3 separate regions of the Sus scrofa genome follow, and all the other regions are linked to region 1. A link is a contact called in public HiChIP or PLAC-seq and promoter capture Hi-C data. All regions are on one chromosome and are shown on one strand. The core of a region is the stretch at or near the end of the contact, and the rest is flanking DNA. Distances in the headings are between cores, read along the strand shown.

What was found. Promoter capture Hi-C pulls out the DNA fragments that hold promoters and counts their contacts. HiChIP or PLAC-seq counts read pairs in DNA pulled down with a chosen protein or histone mark.
Region 2: a contact with region 1 is called in an H3K27ac HiChIP or PLAC-seq map of alveolar macrophages. The contact joins the promoter of FBXL12 here to the promoter of ZNF317 in region 1. A contact is called at or near these places in 1 of 5 promoter capture datasets (liver) and 1 of 2 datasets of contacts at active chromatin or transcription factors (alveolar macrophages).
Region 3: a contact with region 1 is called in a promoter capture Hi-C map of liver, with 18 times the contacts expected there. The contact joins the promoter of LOC100738906 here to the promoter of ZNF317 in region 1. A contact is called at or near these places in 3 of 5 promoter capture datasets (fetal liver, fetal skeletal muscle and liver), 13 of 47 Hi-C or Micro-C datasets (brain, embryonic fibroblasts, fetal heart ventricle and 8 more) and 2 of 2 datasets of contacts at active chromatin or transcription factors (alveolar macrophages and skeletal muscle).

The regions. Positions count from the first base shown.
Region 1 is chr2:67,310,333-67,313,896 of Sscrofa11.1, reverse strand. ZNF317 (zinc finger protein 317) reads right to left here and starts at 1,749. Exons shown (of 6, transcript XM_021083756.1): 1 at 1,568-1,749.
Region 2 is chr2:68,699,971-68,703,534 of Sscrofa11.1, reverse strand. It overlaps FBXL12 (F-box/LRR-repeat protein 12), which reads left to right and starts at 1,618. Exons shown (of 3, transcript XM_013987420.1): 1 at 1,618-1,964; 2 at 2,075-2,181. It also overlaps a transcript of UBL5 not described here.
Region 3 is chr2:68,675,857-68,679,420 of Sscrofa11.1, reverse strand. LOC100738906 (zinc finger protein 177-like) reads left to right here and starts at 1,770. Exons shown (of 6, transcript XM_021083777.1): 1 at 1,770-1,985.

The DNA of each region.
Region 1 (3,564 bases), core at 500-2,999:
ACTATACTTCAATAAAATTTTTTAAATGGGGGAAAAAAAGTCTATGATGCAAAAAGAAAGCATAAACATATACTTTCCTAGGAATAAATCTATCCAAAAGCAAACCTTTAAGTCCTATTTGTTGATATTCATAAAACTTTATAGAAAGACATTATAGAAGATGTAACTAATTAATTGTAAAATTCAATGGCATAATATCAGTATTCTCAAAATTCACATATATATTCAACAACTTGAAAACAAACCCCAAAATGTGGAACTTCGTAAACCGACTAAAATTTAAGTCATGATGTACCTGGAAAAGAATGGGTAGGCAAGTGCATGCAATCAGTTCCAAGCAAGGTATTTGGAAATCTCTAAAATGTGTACTTCACCAATATGGAAAGAGGGTGACTCTAAAAATACCTGAGTGTGAGTCCACTTACAAGTAATTACCAAAATTAAGAAATATATATATATATTATACATATATATATATATATATATATATTTTTTTTTTTTTTTTGCTGTTTTTGGCTGCACCCAAAGCATATGTAAGTTCCCAGGCTAGGGGTGGAATCCGAGTTCCAGCTGCTGGCTTACACCACAACCACATCAACTCAGAATTCGAGCTGCCTCTGCAACCTACACCACAGCTCAGAGCGATGCTGGTTCCCCGACCCAAACGAGGCCAGGGATCGAAATGCATCCTCATGGATTCTAGCTGTGTTCGCTTCCACTGAGCCACGATGGGAACTCCCAAGAAATACATCTTTGAGAATACATCAACAGTAAGATCGACAAAGAAAATCCTGGGGAAAGAGTAGGATAGAGTTTAGGCGAATACAGGTTTCTGAAGTTTCATAATCTTATTTTTCTTGGCCTGGTTTGTGGATTCGCTTTTTTTTTTCTTTTTATTTCGTATGTCCTCATACTTTGCGGGGCCATATATGTTCAGTATTCCAATAAAAGAATAAATATTGAAGGGAAAAGAATAGGAAGCACCAAATAAGACGCTAGAAACCAATGCAAAATATTAGTAACCATGATAAATATTAATGGACTGTCAAATTAAACAACAACGTTTCAGTGAGTTTCTAAATCTAGTTACAGGCTATGTACATGAAAGTCACCTCAAGCAAATAAAGTATATGGAAATTTTAAGCGTAAAAAGCATTCAAGACAAATGCTAACAAAACCAGTGTGCTCCTATTAATATTAGACAAAACTGAACACAAAGCAAAAGGTAAGTAGTTTATTCCTGCAGGTTTCCAATTCCTAACCCCACTCCCGTCCTCCAATAAAGTCCTGAACTCACTTCGCCGGGCTTTTTCCTGTCTCCATCCCAATCTGTCAGGTTTTTTGGACCATACCGCCAATGCTTCCCCCTCACCGCTAAATACAGCGGACCTAAACTTAGTCACCAGCGTTTCATATCGCTTATTACAGGCTCTAAAACACACTCCGCCCAGCTGCCTGGCTTCCCAGTCCCAGGTCCCCGTCCCCACTAACTCCTCCCGGTTTGTGGGCCTCTCGTGTCCTCAGGAAGGCCGGGAGTTAAGGGTTAAATGAGGAAAGAGAGGCTTACACAACTAAGGGCAGAATCAGGGGGAGCGGAGGTCATGGAAGCTGCCGCTGAAGGGAGGAGAAGTTCATACGATGGTCTGATCTGCCGCGGAGACCTACAGCTGTGAACAAGCCGCTGCGGACCACTCCTCTGCCCATGTGTACAGGGGGAATTGCCTCCGGAGAGTAATGGCTTCCGCTCCACTTCCGCCTTCTAAGTGTCGCGGGATTTCATAACAGGACCGCTAACCTGGAAGCACAGGGTGGAAAGGATTCTGGGAAATGTAGTTCTCGAATTTAGGCAGCCTTTGGGGTATTGTATACGTGGAATCTACTGATCTTGCTGGGTTCCTCCAACTTCTTTTTTTGTTTGTTTGTTTGTTTGTTTTCTTTCTTTTTAGGGCCACACCCTCAACATATGGAAGTTCTCAGGCTAGGGGTGGAATCAGAGCTATAGCTGACTGCCTGCTCCAGAACCACATCTGTGCCACTGGTCACCACAAGGCTAGATTCCCCTACCCGCTGAGCAAGGTCAGGGATGGAACCCGCATCCTCATGGATACTAATCGGATTCGTTTATCCTTCACCCCACCTTCTAATTTTTCAAATGCCTTGGGTCTCAGTTCTCAGGCGTCTTTGCAATTTATAATCTTTGAGGTAGCAGTGAATCTTACCACTTTTAAGTGCTATTTAATAGTCAAGATGGAAGTTTCCATCCACAGCTCCACACCTCTACTCTAAATTCCATTTGGAATGAGATATTCTCTCCACTTGGATATTTTATAGATACATTAAAATGCCACAAATTAGAAGTTCCTGTTATGGCTCAGCGGTTAACAAACCCAAGTAGCATCCATGAGTATGCAGTTTCCATCCCTGGCCTTGCTCAGTAGATTAAGAATGGAGCATTGCCATGACCTGTGGTGTAGGTCACACACGAGGTTCAGATCCCGAGTTGCTGTGGCTGTGGTATAGGCCAGTGGCTACAGCTCTGATTGGACCCCTAGCCTGGGAAACTCCATATCTTGTGGGTTCCACCCTAAAAAGACCAAAAAAAAAAAAAAAAAAAAAAAAAGCCGCAAATTAAACTCCTGGCTCCACCTTCTCAACTTCAAATAACAGCAACCCCATCTTTCCACATTTCCATTGTAAACCTTGGCAACATCCTGGACTCTTCTTTGATTCAATAGGAAATACTCAGTTCTACCTTGATCATTAGCCAAGAATCTGATTGGTTTGCCAGAAATATTTTTTTCTTGTTTCTGAGTCCAGAAAGTTCACTGTTGGACCTGATGGATTGTAAATTGAGCGGGACCGGTGGGACCCTCCTGGGCAAAAAGCCTTTCCAGGTCCCTCATTTTCTTATTTGCAGGATAAAAGATTCAGCCTCCTATTACCCGCCCTGAGTTCCAAAGGGTAGATTCAAATAGGTACTAATCAGGGAAATAATGAATGCAGAAAAAAAAGCAAGAATAATCAAGAAACTATAGTGCAGTGATTAAAGCAAGATACTGGTTCCTCCTTGAGGAATATACATAATAATATATCTGAGTTCTTTTGCAGAAACTAAGGCCCTCACCCAGTTGGAGAATGGAAACTTTGGACTGAGCACAAGATTCCTAGGACATTGCCCTGTAATCTCACCACAAAGCAAGGTAAAAGTCACATACCCTGCAGCCCTCACCCCAAATTTTGCCTATAAAAATTTCTCCCTAAAAACCATAAGCAGTTTGGGGTTGGGGGGAAGTTTGAGCATGAGCCACCCATTCTCCTTTTTGGTCCTGCAATATACATTTCTTGACTCCAAACTCAGACTTTTGGTTTGTTTGGCCTCACTGTACATCTAGCACAAGGACACATATTTGCCAAAAACAGCCTTTTAGTAGCTCTGAGGGGGTTGCTCCAAAGAGAATATGAAGCAGAAACACCTCTGACTCAAACCCAGCCTAAACCAAGATTGGGACTGGAGCCCATGCGGTTTTTTTTGGGGGGGGGGGTTGATTTTGTTTTTGTTTTTGT
Region 2 (3,564 bases), core at 369-2,868, 1.4 Mb before region 1:
CTTGAATTGGAGCTACAGCTGCTGGCCTAAACCACAGCTCACGTACACTGGATCCTTAACCCACTGATCAAAGCCAGGGATTGAACTTGAGTCCTTGTGGATACTAGCCAGGTTCGTTACTGCTGAGCCATGATGGGAACTCCCTCCACTGACTTTTTTTTTTTTCTTTCTTTCTTTTGATAGGCAAGTAATAGATTTATTAGGATAGGATGCTTGTGAGAGATGTAAGCAGGCAGGGAAGGGGGCTCTGCCCTGAGGATCTGGTAGGCTGCAGTTTTATCCTCTGGTTTTTTTTTTGTGTGTGTGTGTGTGTGTGTCTTTTTAGCTATCTCTTGGGCTGCTCCCGAGGCATATGGAGTTTCCCAGGCTAGGGGTCGAATCGGAGCTGTAGCCACCGGCCTACGCCAGAGCCACAGCAACGCGGGATCCAAGCCTCGTCTGCAACCTACACCACAGCTCATGCAATGCCGGATCCTTAAACCAATGAGCAAGGGCAGGGACCGAACCCGCAACCTCATGGTTCCTAGTCGGATTTGTTAACCACTGCGCCACGACGGGAACTCCTTTGTTTTTTTTTTTTTTTTTTTTTTTTTTTTTTTTTTTTTTTACCTCGTTCTTTCTGACAATTTGAGATCCTAGAAGTGGGATGCTTGGTCTGACAGGGGCTACAATCTTATGTTGCCAAACTGTCTTCAAAGATTTTGCATCAATTCTGCCCCAACTGCTGTGGTTGAGAAAGTCTGTTTCCTCATATCAGAGCCAGTGTGGGTATTTTTTGGCTTCCTCATCTTTCTTAATCTGATAAGTGAATTCCATAGTGTTTTACTTTGAATTTATTTATGGATAAGTGTAAGCATACAGATTATTTAAGTTTTATTCAGGTACAGTTGGTATACCAAATTGCACACATTTAGCATGTACATCTTAATGAGTTTGCATTTCTTTTTGAAACAGTTTTCAGCATCTCCAATTTCTTGTGTGTATTAAAAACATTTATTGCCATTTGTTGAGTGTGATTTGGCAAAAGCTACTCAGAATTAAACTCCTCATGTCCTTTGACCCATAAGCACAGCTCCTGTTTATTTATCCTATAGAAATAAAAACATAGGAAGTATATTATATATATGTGTGTACATAAACCTGCATACGTATATACATACATACATATGTAACAGAATGCTTAGCTCCAATATTGTTTATGGTAATAGGTCTGGAAGCAACCGGAATACTCATCAATACGGGAATGCTTGAGTAAATTTCACTGCCTTTATGAATTGCAACTTATAAAAATGAGTGCTGTTTACGAGAAGGAAGTCAGTTCAGGTTCTGAGGAGAATCATTTGACACCATCAATAAAAACGAAAAATTCAACACTCCTTTTAACAAGCTATTTATAAACAAAACAAAAGCTATTTCACTCTTGCAAATTTACCCTCATGTACATGCATCACAAAGCTCTAAAGCTGAGACCTCTCTCTGCGGAGTCCTCTGCTCTCGGCTCTGCCCTCAATCCCGCCTTCAGGGCTTGTCACCGCCCCAGCCCCGCCTTCTGGGTTCGGCCCTCGTCCCGGCCTCGCCCCCAGAGTAAGGTTTCCCCCCCCTTAACCCCGCCCTTGGTTTGCGTCACCGCCTCAGCCCCGCCTTCCCGGCTTAGTCCCAGTTCTCAGCTGCATTTTTGGTTCGGCGTTCAGATCCTGTGCTGCTCTGGCTCCAGTGCCCAGCCACGTCCCCGCAAGAGGAAAGCTGAATCTCTGCTGGCTACCTGAAGCCGCGACCACCTCCGTGCCAGCACCCTCACTTCCCCCACCTCCTTGGTCGCCCTCAGAACGAGTCCCCGAGTCCCTCTGGACGGAAACGGAAATGCGTGTCGGCGGGATGATGGCGACTTTTGCCGACTTGCCGGACTCTGTCCTGTTGGAGATCTTCTCTTACCTCCCGGTCCGGGACCGGATCCGCATCTCCAGGTGCGGCCCCGCCCCGCGGGAGGGAGGGGCCGGGCGGGGGGCATGCTAGGAGGTGCAGACCTGGACCCCGCGGGGCCGTGGTCGTTCTAACGGCGGGTCCCCTCCCCCAGGGTCTGTCACCGCTGGAAGAGGCTGGTGGACGACCGGTGGCTGTGGCGACATGTCGACCTGACGCTCTACACGGTATGCGGGGCTGGCCGGGAAGGCCTGGGCCTCGGTAGGTTTAGCCTGACCTCAAGGACCACGCCTCCAACCCTTGTTTCGAGCGAGGCTCTCCCAGGTGCTCCCGGCTGCGCCGCCTGCTTGCTCAGCTGTGACCTCTGGGCCTCAATTTCTCCATCTCCAAAATAATGGGTATAACCAAGATCGTTTGGGGAAAGGGCTTATTGATGAGTTTTCACGGAAAAGTAATTTTTTGTAGTCAACTTATTTCCAGAAGTAATCTCCTGAAGAGTGCAATCACACCATTTCCACTTTCTTCCGTTGTTTTTTTTTGTTTGTTTGTTTGTTTGTTTTTTTTTGCCTTTTTGTCGTTTTGCCTTTTCTAGAGCCGCTCCTGCGGCACATGGAGGTTCTCAGGCTAGGGGTCCAACCGGAGCCGTAGCCTCCCGCCCACTCCAGAGCCACAGCAACGCCGGATCCGAGCCGCATCTGCGACCTACACCACGGCTCAGGGCAATGCTGGATCCCCAACCCACTGAGCAAGACCAGGGATTGAACCTGCAACCTCATGGTTCCTAGTCGGATTGTCAACCACTGAGCCACGACGGGAACTCCTGCATTTTATTTTTCTTTTTATTATGAACTATTTTAAATACAAATGGAAATGCATAGGGGATAATATCTGAAACCATGTACTCACCATCTAGATTTAACCTTTATTAACCTTTGCTTTATTTGCTGCAGATCTTGAGAAACATAAATGTTTATGTATACATATATACATACAACATTTACAGGTTATTTGTTGCACTTTTTGAAACCCTCCACTATTTTTTTTCTTTATTGGTGGTGTGCGGAAGTTCCCGGACCGTGGATGGAACCTGTACCCCACAGGAGCCACACAAACAACTACAGTGACAATGTTGGATCCTTAACTGCTGAGTCACAAGGGAATTCCATTTCTAGAGTTTAGATAACCCTATTCTATTTAGATAATGAAATGCTATTTTACCCCTAACCAGCTTTTCTTTTGTTTTTTTTATGGCTGCACCTGCAGCATATGGAAAATCCAGTCAGAGCTGCAGTTGCCGGCCTAAGCCACAGCCACTGCAACTTGGGATCTGAGATGCATTTAGCTCATGGCAACAGATGGATCTTTAACCCACTGAGTGAGGCCAGGGATCCTACTCTCATCCTCATAGATACCAGTTGGGTTTGTTTCTGCTGAGCCACAATGGGAACTACCCCCAACCAGCTTTATTCACACATTGCTTTTGAGATAACTGGGACTTGTAAATCTAATTCATTCCTTTTAACCACGCTTAAATGAATATACCACAATTTGTTTATCGACTTTGCTGTTGACAGATGGTTAGATTATTTCCTATTACAAACAGCTTTTTTTTTTTTTTTTTTGCTTTTTAGGGCCCCACTGGTG
Region 3 (3,564 bases), core at 521-3,020, 1.4 Mb before region 1:
AATTTGTATTTTTTTAGGTATCTACTTTACCAGCTGGATATTCTGATTTATATCTATGATTTAAATCAGAGCATGCCCCTCATCTCTCAAAACTCCCCAATAATAATCAAATGGAAATGAAAATTTAGATGTTTATGTACAGTGTCTAGGAGTTAAACTAATAGAAAGATACAACCAGTTGAAGAAAAATTTAAACTTTAACACCCTAAAAGCGTTCCCATTGTGGTGCAGCAGTTTAAGGATCAGTGTTGTCACCCCTGTGGCTCAGGTTACTGCTGTGGAGCTAGTTCGGTCCCTGGCCCGGGAACTTCCACATGCCTCAGGTGTGGCCAAAAAAGAAAAAAAAAGTTGTTAAAAATAAATTATCGAATGAACCGCCATTGAATGCAATTTGGAAAAGTGCTAGGAATATTCCATTGTGGCAATCACGTATGACATGTTCTCTTGTATATATTTATTCTACTATCTGTCCTCCTCCCCAATTGAAATAAAAGTTTTGTGAATGCATGACTCAAATATTCCCTAAATGAATGAATGAAAGAAAAGTATTCAGGGAAACAATAGTAACTGCTTAAAACCAAAAAATTATACATATATAAAAGATATAAACATGTACATACATAATGTCTAAAAATCCACTATTTATTATATAAAACGAGATAGAAGTTTCTGTTGTGGCTCGGTGGGTTAAGAAATCTACGTAGTATCCATGAGAATTCGGTTCGATCTCTGGCCTTGCTCAGTAGGTTAAGGATCCTGTGTTACCACAAGCTGTGGCTTAGGTGGTCGATGTGGCTCAGGTTTGGCGTTGCTGTGGCATAGTCCGCAGCTGCAGCTCTGATTCGACCCCTTGCCCAGGAACTTCCAGATGCCGCAGGTGCGGCCCTAAAAAGAAAAAAACCCCAAAAAACTGGATAGATTTAAATTAACAGCTCCAAGATTAATGTACAAATGTTAAGACAAGTTCAAAGAACTTGAAACATTTTTGAGAAGGACAAGAAAGTTTGGAAATAAAGAATAGTGAAGAGGGATTTATCGGTTATTTACTGCTGTATAACAAACCAGTTCTGAAACATTGTCTCCCAGCACCAAGCTGCAAGAGCTCAGAAAAAAGCATTCTTTGAGTCTCCGGCTGCACGGTCCTTCTAGGACACGCACGAGGACCCGCCCAACCGACTTTGTACAGCTGTGCTCCCCCCCCCCCCAGCACCCTCCTCTCGCCTGGCTCCGCCCCCAAGGCTCCCAATTGGAGCCCGCTAGGAGGGGCCCAACGGCATCCAGTGGGGGGACACTAGAACTGCTTAGGCCAAGGCTGGAGGACGCGGTAGCAGCACCTCCCGCCGCCTCAGGACCTTCCTAGGTCGGGGCTCTGAGCCTTTCGCTTTCGGAGGACTAGCGTCTTTCCCGTTATAGCGCCACGACCTTCTTCGGGATCTGCCTCTGGCACTGACTAGTACGGCCCCGCCACTGGGAGGGCGGGGTCTCGGAGAGGGCCCGGAGACGGTGCCCCGGGGGGCGGGGTCTCTTTAAAGGCGGGGAGACCAGGATCCAGAGGAGCAGGGTCTGCTGGGGCCGGAAAACTAGGCTCAAGGGGGCGGGATCTAGGCGAGGGCGGGGAAATGGGCTCGGGAGGGCGGGGTTTCTTTAAGGGCGGGGGAAAAAAAGCTCCAGAGGGCAGGGTCTCGGAGAGGGCGGGGAGACTGGGCTCAGTTGGGGCGGGATCTAGGTTGGGGCGGAGAGATGGGGCTCCAGAGGGCGGGTCTCTGCGGGGGCGGGGCCCTGAAGCTTCGGAGGCGAGGTCTCGAGCGACAGGGGACACGCTGGTGTTGACCGAGTCTCCGTGTCCTTCCGTCCTCGTGACCTCGGCATTTTGTCGGTTTTTCGGGTGAGAGGCGCTGGTGAATTTTAGTCAAGGAAATCCCTTTTTGCCCTCCTCGTACAAGAAAATTTTACCCGGGATTTTTGCTTTTGTGAGCGGCATTGAGGTGAGGTTTTAAGATAGATTTTTCAGTTACTTACGTTTGATAAATTCGTCTGGGAAAAATACTTTCTCCGTTTTCCAGGGTCAGTGTAAATACGTACGTGTAATAAAACGAAAGGGAGGTGAAAACGTAAATAACAGGTCTTACAATTACATAAAGATTACTCAGCTCTGTACTTCCCAAGTCAGTTCCGACTCTCCTAGAGGCTATAATCACCGCAGAGTTTTAGAACATAGGGATCTCTTAATATTGATATTGTTAAAGTGAATGTTGGTACCATATGCTTGTATTTAAAGCGTGATAGAAACCTAAAGTATAAGGGAATTACATGACGTTTTATGTCTTAAAAACAGAACTCTCTGGGAAAAGGAGGAAGCAGCTTTCCTAATATTAGTAGCAGAAAATCGAATTTACTAACCTTAAACGAGATGCGTTTTGACCAAGTGGGTTTTTTTTTTTTTTTTTTTTTTTTTTGTCTTTCTGTGATTTCTTGGGCCCCTTCCGGGGCATATGGAGGTTCCCAGGCTAGGGGTCAAATTGGAGCTGTAGCCACCGGCCTACGCCAGAGCCACAGCAACGCGGGATCCGAGCCACATCTGCAGCCTACACCACAGCTCAGGGCAACGCCGGATCCTTAACCCACTGAGCAAGGCCAGGGATCGAACCCACAACCTCATGGTTCCTAGTCGGATTCGTTAACCACTGCGCCACGAGGGGAACTCCGGATTTTTTTTTTTTAATGACCTGCAAAACTCATGGATGAGAAATTGGACGAAAAATAATTTTGGAGGCAGTTCAGCAAAATAGACTCCTTGGTTCCAAAAGTATTTCTCACACCTTACCTTAAGAATTTTTCTGGAGTTCCCGTCGTGGCCCAGTGGTTAACGAATCCGACTAGGAACATGAGGTTGCGGGTTCGATCCCTGCCCTTGCTCAGTGGGTTAAGGATCCAGCTTTGCTGTGAGCTGTGGTGTAGGTCGCAGACGCGGCTCGAATCCCGCGTTGCTGTGGCTGTGGCGTAGGCTGGCGGCTACAGCTCCGATTCGACCCCTAGCCTGGGAACCTCCATATGCCGCGGGAGCAGCCCAAGAAATAGCAAAAGGACAAAAAAAAAAAAAAAAAAAAAAAGAATTTTTCTTAAGGGAGTTCCTGTTCTTGCGCAGCAGAAACGAATGCTACTAGGAACCATGAGGTTGCCCGTTTGATCCCTGGCCTTGCTCAGTGGGTTAAGGATCCAGCGTTGCTGTGGCTGAACCTGCATCTCAGTGCTCCCAAAATGCCACCAATCCCGTTGTGCCACAGCAGGCACTCCCATTTTAATATTTTTAATGTTTATATTACATAGAATTTATTTTTTACATTTTTACATTTATTTATACATATTTGTACATTTTTTACATTTTACATTTATATGCTTTTATCTACACGTTTTTATTTATATTTTTATGTTATTTTTATATGTATTTACATTTTACATTCATACATTTAAAATTTATATTATTTTTATATTATATTTTTTGATTTTCCATTTTACTAATGTACTCCAGGCCACAACTTTGGCACATTATAAGCAGCTTGCAAT